2 separate regions of the Hordeum vulgare genome follow, and region 1 is linked to region 2. The links are chromatin contacts, called in public Hi-C maps. All regions are on one chromosome and are shown on one strand. Each heading gives the region's core, a stretch centred on a gene start, on an enhancer-like site or on the middle of the called end of the contact. The rest is flanking DNA. Distances are from core to core; before and after follow the strand shown. Region 1 has its middle 23 kb from the start of LOC123401013. Region 2 overlaps LOC123401013.

Region 1 (3,327 bases), core at 423-2,922, 34 kb before region 2:
GAATGGAAGGAGCCCAACAAGATGTGGGAGGGATGGGAAACCCCTGTGACGAGGAGGAAGTCAACTTCTTCTATGCTTCCACCACTATCACCATCGGCAACGGCGCGAGGACCCCCTTTTGGAACTCTCCTTGACTCCTTGGGCGCAAACCAAAGGACATCGGCCCACTCATCTACGAGGCTTACACAAGAAAGAATTGGAAGGTTCGGGAGGCCCTCAAGCACAACGCGTGGATACTCAAGATCAAACCACCCGCCAGCATCTCCGGTGAGCACGTCTCACGGTTTTTCTTTCTTTGGATGCTCTTGCACGAGGTCAAGCTTGATGAACAAACCAAGGATGACATCATTTGGAAGCACACGACTAGCGGGCATTACTCGGTGGCATCCGCATACAAGGCACAATTTCTAGGGAAGGTTCTCTTACCCACGGATAGAGTGGTTTGGAAGGCTGGGGCTCCTCCAAAAGTTAAGTTCTTTGCTTGGTTGGCTCTACAAAATAGAATTTGGACAACCGACATATTGACGAAGCGAGGGTGGCCTAATTGTGGTCTTTGCCACCTCTGCAAGAGGGTGCGAGAATGTGGGACTCGCCTCTTCTGCGAGTGCCGCTACACTGGAAGGCTATGGTTTTTGTTCATTGGCAAATACAACATTCTCGGGCTTGACACGAATGCTTGGCCCTTGTTTGACTCGGTCGAGGCTTGATGGGCAAGTACTTGCAACGACATCACGCCATTCACGCAAGCCACAACATTCCTCACCATACTCGTCTCATGGACTATCTGAAACGAGCGTAATGCAAGAGAGTCTTTAAGCAGAAGAGCGCACCACCCTCTGTTTTACTTGCCTCCATCGTGACTGAAGCTAGCCTATGGATCATCGTCGGTGCAAAAAGATTAAGATCCATAATATTGCCAGAGTAGTTCACATGCCCTATAATTGTGTTGTTTGTAAAAAAATACTCCATTCTTTCCTATTTAATGGATGAGGCCAAGCTTTTTGCCTTCGTTTAAGAAAAAACAAGGCTTCATCTTTTGGGTCTTGTCGTCAGCTGGATGTCCGTTCAACGGGGCTTGACCGCTTGAATGATCCACAAGATAACAAAGACACAAGGACGAGTAGGTCTTATGGAAATGGAAGTATTCGACCTTTCAAGAGAAACACGATACCATTACTGAAGCAGCGACTAATGGTTAACGAATACACCAGCTACGTACCACTACGTCGTCACTGATAATATAAACCAGCAGGACGGCAAGGCATCGGTGTCGGACGTCACGGTTCAGTGCAGCACCAGCATCTAACCTGCGAGTTAATTAGCAGGATGTTTTGTAGAATTATTGTTCAAGTCGGAGGGAGTTGGTATAGTAGTAGAACCAGAACGCAGACGGCCACGCCGTCATGCATATGTGCTGTGCGGATCCTACATCGTCCAACAAACAGCACACGAATTGGTCATGCCTTTTGAGTTTCAAGTTGGCGCAATCTCTTATCATAATGATACGGAAAATCAGATACCAAAACCAATTATCATCCAGTTTGTGGATCCACACCAGCTACAGGAACAAGGACCACATATGCAAGAATACTCCCAGCAGTGCAGGTCATGGTCTTGGATCCAGCAGGCATGGGCTAATGATATCATCACGTTCAGCTAGGATGGCGCGGCACTCCTGTCGATTAATCAACCAAGCAAAGCTTGATGAGGCAGCTCCTGATTGGGGATGCACGCAGGCTAAACCAAGATAGGCTACAAACCGGCCACTGTGCTTGTGATAATAATGGCAGCCAGGCTTCGCCCTCAATAATCGATCATGATGCTGACCATTCGTGAATAAACAAAAAAAAGTCGTTTTCATGCGAAAAGGTCCGAATATTTTTGCTCTCTCGTTTGGATAACAATCGTAAAGACGAGAGGCCGAACTATATCCTTGATAGATTATGCTGTCCGACATCAGGCGTCACCGGGCACCCGCGAGCCACATACTTTTTTCTTTTCCTTTCGTCGCAGAAATAATTAACTAGCTCTGTTAAAAAATAATTTGGTTAATCAGATAGATAAAACATCCAGGGACATCTTTCATGTTACATAAATGCATCCATGCTAAAGTCGAGGAATGTAATCCAATACATTAAATAATTGATTTTCCCTCACTCAATTAACTTGACATGCAACTATGTCAACTTATCATGTATCTCCAAGACGGACGCTCAAATCATTTAGTCCGGATGTATTTTGCCATCAAATATGGTATAAATATTATTTTTCCTACAAACCGAAGATAAACTAGGAGGCTTTGCGTGCGTGTGGACCGTTGTCGAGGAGTGAGGCAATAATAAAGTTGTTATTATTATATTTGCTTTTCATGATAATCGTTTATTATTCATGCTAGAATTGGAAACTCATATATATGTGTGGATAAATAGACAACAAACTGTCTCTAGTGAGTCTCTAAAGGACTAGCTCCTTGGTCAAAGATGGTCAAGGTTTCCTCGCCATAGACATAAGTTGTCATTTGATAATGGGATCACATCATTAGGATAATGATGTGATTGACAAGACCCACGCTATGAACGTAGCATATGATCGTGTCAGTTTATTGCTATTATTTTGTGCATGTCAAGTATCTATTCCTATGACCATGAGATCATGAACTCAATGACACCGGAGGTAGTACCTTGTGTGTGTCAAACATCGCAATGTAACTAGGTGACTATAAATATGCTCTACATGTATCTCTGAAGGTGTACGTTGAGTTGGCATGGATCGAAACTAGGATTTGTTACTCCGTGTGACGGAGTGGTATCTCAGGACCCACTTGATAATACAACATCACAACAAGCTTTCAAGCAATGTGACTAAAGAGTTAGCCACGAGATCTTGTATTATGGAATGAGTAAAGAGACTTGCCGGTAACGAGATTTAACTAGGTATAGAGATACCGACGATGGAATCTCGGGAAAGTAACATACCGATGGACAAAGGGAACAATATACAAGATTGATTGAATCCTTGACATCCTGGTTCGACCGATAAATATCTTCGTAGAATATGTAGGAGCCAATATGGACATCCAGGTCCCGCTATTGGTTATTGATCGGAGAGTGTCTCGGTCATGTCTACATAGTTCTCGAACCCGAAGGGTCTGCAAACTTAAGGTTCGGTGACGATTTAGTATTAATGAGTTATTGTGATGGTAACCGAAAGTTGTTCGGAGTCCCGAATGAGATCATGGACGTCACGAGGAACTTCGAAATGATCCGTAGGTAAAGATTGATATATAGGAAGTTGGTATTCGAGGTACATAATGGTTCCGGAATATGC
Region 2 (3,540 bases), core at 338-2,837:
AGGATACTTGTTGCTAATTTTGAGTCTTTTTTTAATCATAAAAAGAAATACCAGTTGCCAACTGTAATCATGTGTAGAATATTTGTTGTTGACTTGAGTCTATTTTTTAACATAGAAACACCCCTAATTAGTGACTGTCTTTTGCTGCCTTTACACAGGTTTCCTTAATTTTAAGAGAGAGTTTCATTGGTTCTTTCCCGGCCCGAGATAGGCCTTTTATGAAGGTATTAATTTGCAACCTTCTCATTTTCATTCCTCTGATGTAGTTTGAGTGCCATATTTGGACAACGCTTCAAGGTCCTGATTCTCAGGTTGAACAATACTTAGAGGTCTTCTCTTTTTGGCTGAGTTTTTATATCCTTCGCAAGAAATGTTTTTGCCACTTTACATATGATAGGCATATGCGTGTTCAATGAGACATATACTGTGGCACAGACTAATATATGCAGTTCATTTGATTTTGTTTGACAGCTGTTTCTGGACACACAATTGTTCTCGGTACATACAGACCTAGTTCTCTCCTTTTATCAGAAGGACTGAGTCTCTCCCCTGACGATTTGACTGTGTCATCAGCGACATGATTTTTCCAAGGTACAAAATTAAATCTTGTTCTTCGTATTGTATAAATGTTGCGCATCACTTCTTCACCCTCTTGTAAAACAATAGTTACAAGCATTTATAACTTCAAACCTGTTAGCATTTGCCTTAGCCCTTGGGCACAGGAGCATAACTTTATTTGGTCTGTCGCTTTGGTTGTAGACCTTTTTTGCACCCTAAAAACACAAATCCTGTGTTATGTTGTCAATCAGGTGACAGAAAATTCGCCCATCAGCTTTATCGCTTTTCTAGCCCAACCATCTTTTACCAGCTTTATCATATGCCGTATATCCGCTTTTAAAAATAGTACCTTCAAATAACATCTGATGAATCCGTTTGCATCGCAGCCTTTCAACATTGAGCTCAACTGTACATACCGTCGGAGAAGCTGCCTTTTATAACATTGGCAGCTCATAGTGGACTAGAAGCTGCAAGGGACAACCCATATACTGTTGGCAAAGCTGTAGATGGTTGAGATCCAGGTAATGTTATACCAGAAAATGCCTGTTGGGCTGTTGTAAATTAGGTCTGCTTGCTGTGCTACATCAGAAGACTTTGTAGGCAGTAGTCGTTGCCACAAGGAACCTTCCTGGCTTGTTGTTCCTACAATGCAGTGCACTCCAAATGGTCCGTGTTCACTGCAAAATTGCTGGGCATGGGATATCAATGTTAGTTTTGCAGCTAGTTTGTATATGGGGAGGAAACTGGAAACATATACCCGTAATTTAAGCACAAACTAGAGTTACAACTGATGCAATGTCGAAGGACTATTTGTATCTCAATTTTGACGCGTGATATTATGTGTTGTACAGTTTGAAGTCATATCAAAGGACAGTCGTGACTGTTGTAAGACAGCGCACTTGGATTTAGAGTTTGCTATCAGTTTTGTAGAGATACCTACTTGTACGGAATTGGATATCAGTCTCAACTCCTGTAAGATGTCATCGTGTTTGGCCTTGTCTGTTCTAATGCCCCTTTCAAAGCCAGAAGGCCTAAGAAGTGTGTCGAGTCAGGTACACTGCCTAGCCTAAACGTACTATAGTTCGTTGGCTCCATCGAGAGACTGATTTGAATCCTAAATCCTGCCCTCAATCAGCTTGTGCTGCACCCGATTAGCTGCCCAAGAAATAGAAAGACAAAAAGCCAAAGACATCGGACCTAGAAATGTGCAAAGGTGGCACAGGTGACAGGTCACAAGGCACGAGACCACGGCAAGAGATGATCATAGGCAAAAAGGAGAAAACAACAACCAACCTGCCTGAGAAAGGAGACCCTATGAACCACGAAACTGAAAGACCAAGAAAGATAGCTCGCCGCACACAACAAAAGGTGGGAGCAAGCATCCAAGTCCAGAGGAGCACCAGCTCGGCAAAATCATTAATTGTCGCAACATCCCATCTTTTTAAGATCACTTCCATCTTTTCAGGTTGTGATAAGTGACACATTCACTGCATGTGTGTCACTTGTCGCAACCTAAGGGTTATCTCTTTTTCCGTAGATCCGTATTTTCAATACGTTTTATCTTTTAATCCATGTGTTTAAATCTTAAACTGTTTTCATTGTTGGGTTCCTCACGCTGAGATCTTCAAAACTAGATCTAATGTTGATAAGTTTTAATCAATTTTTTAGGAAGAAAACCGGATGAGAAAACTGTGCCTTCCACGATAGAAAAAACCCAGAAAAGAGGCACGATCGTGTCTCTCGTGTAGCCAACATCGTGTCTCTCATGAAAACAAAATCGTGCCTTAAAAAAAAAAGATTACCTTCTGTTGGCCGATCATGCGTGTCACGTCGGTCTGTCGGCTTCGTGGTCGTTTGATCCTGTGGCTCGTCTGGCACGGATGACGAGCAGCTGGATTTAGGTTTTTTCTTGACACATTAATTTCCGAAACAATAAATCGGTTACAGAAACAATTCCTGAAACAATGGCCGCGTTGCAGAAACGATTCCTGAACCAACGACCGCGTTGCAGAAACAACGACAATATTACAGAAAATTATGTTGCAAAAATTAGGACATGTTGGAGAAATTACGTCATCTTTTGTCCCATGCTGCAAAATTTATGACATCTTCTAACTCGTATTCCAAAAATTATGACATGTTGCAAAATTACGACACGTGGTTTGTTGTTTGAGTTAGATCGGACGGCGCGCCAAGATCTGACGGTTATCTTGGTGGCAGATGTTTATGCAACTGGGTCGTTGCTTCAAGAATTAATTTGGTCAGGGCATGCGACCGATCCGCGTGCCAGCATGTAGATCAACCGGCTACAAGCACGTACATCGAACGGCCGTTCAGGTGACGGATTTTAATACGGATCCACCGGTGGACGTCTAGCAGCTCCGTTTAAAAAAAGAAACAAAAAATATGTGTTTCTTTTTGTTTCCGAGAGACGCGGTCGTGCCTCTCATGAAAAAAATCAAAAACATGTTTTTTTAAACATATTTTTTTCGTTTTCGAGAGACATAGTCGTGCCTCTTACGAAAAAAACACATCTTTTGCGCAGTTTTCTTTTTTGAATTTTCTTTTCGTCGCAAAGCTAAGGAAGACAAATGAAACATAAAAAACAAAAATCTAAAAAATCAAAAATACGTGTGTCGCTTGATAGTTTTCTTTTAAATCCGTTTATATAAAATATATTATCTTTTAAACCGTGCGTCTTGTCAAACCATTTTTATCATTGAATTTCTCGTATTAAGATCTTTAAAACTAGATCACATGTTGATGAATTTTGACGAACATTATTTTTAGAAAAAAAACATATGAAGAAAACCAACGAAAAAAATATGTCTCTCGTGAAAGGAAAATAATAATATTTTTTCCATTTTCAAGAGGCACGGCCATGTCTTTCAAAAAAAAAGTAGGTTTTTTCGTTTGCGAGAGGCACAACTATGCCTTTCGTGAAAGGCAAAAGAAAACACATTCTTTTCTGTTCCAAAAGGC

The links. A called contact is a pair of places that touch in the nucleus more often than the background predicts.
Region 1: a contact with region 2 is called in a Hi-C map of seedling, with 3 times the contacts expected there. The contact joins two enhancer-like sites. A contact is called at or near these places in 4 of 6 Hi-C or Micro-C datasets (leaf and seedling).

Annotation. Positions count from the first base shown.
Region 1 is chr6H:527,044,601-527,047,927 of MorexV3_pseudomolecules_assembly, reverse strand. No RefSeq gene overlaps it. Among protein-coding and RNA genes, the nearest start is that of LOC123401013, 23 kb to the right of the region's middle. Within about 2 kb of position 1,672, at least 3 of the 3 cell types and tissues checked have open chromatin away from gene starts, as enhancers often do. A contact at or near this core is called in leaf and seedling, where this site is marked.
Region 2 is chr6H:527,010,693-527,014,232 of MorexV3_pseudomolecules_assembly, reverse strand. It overlaps LOC123401013, which reads left to right. Exons shown (of 20, transcript XM_045094730.1): 18 at 159-224; 19 at 472-591; 20 at 945-1,466. The coding sequence ends at 540. Among protein-coding and RNA genes, the nearest start is that of LOC123401013, 11 kb to the left of the region's middle. Within about 2 kb of position 1,587, at least 2 of the 3 cell types and tissues checked have open chromatin away from gene starts, as enhancers often do. A contact at or near this core is called in leaf and seedling, where this site is marked.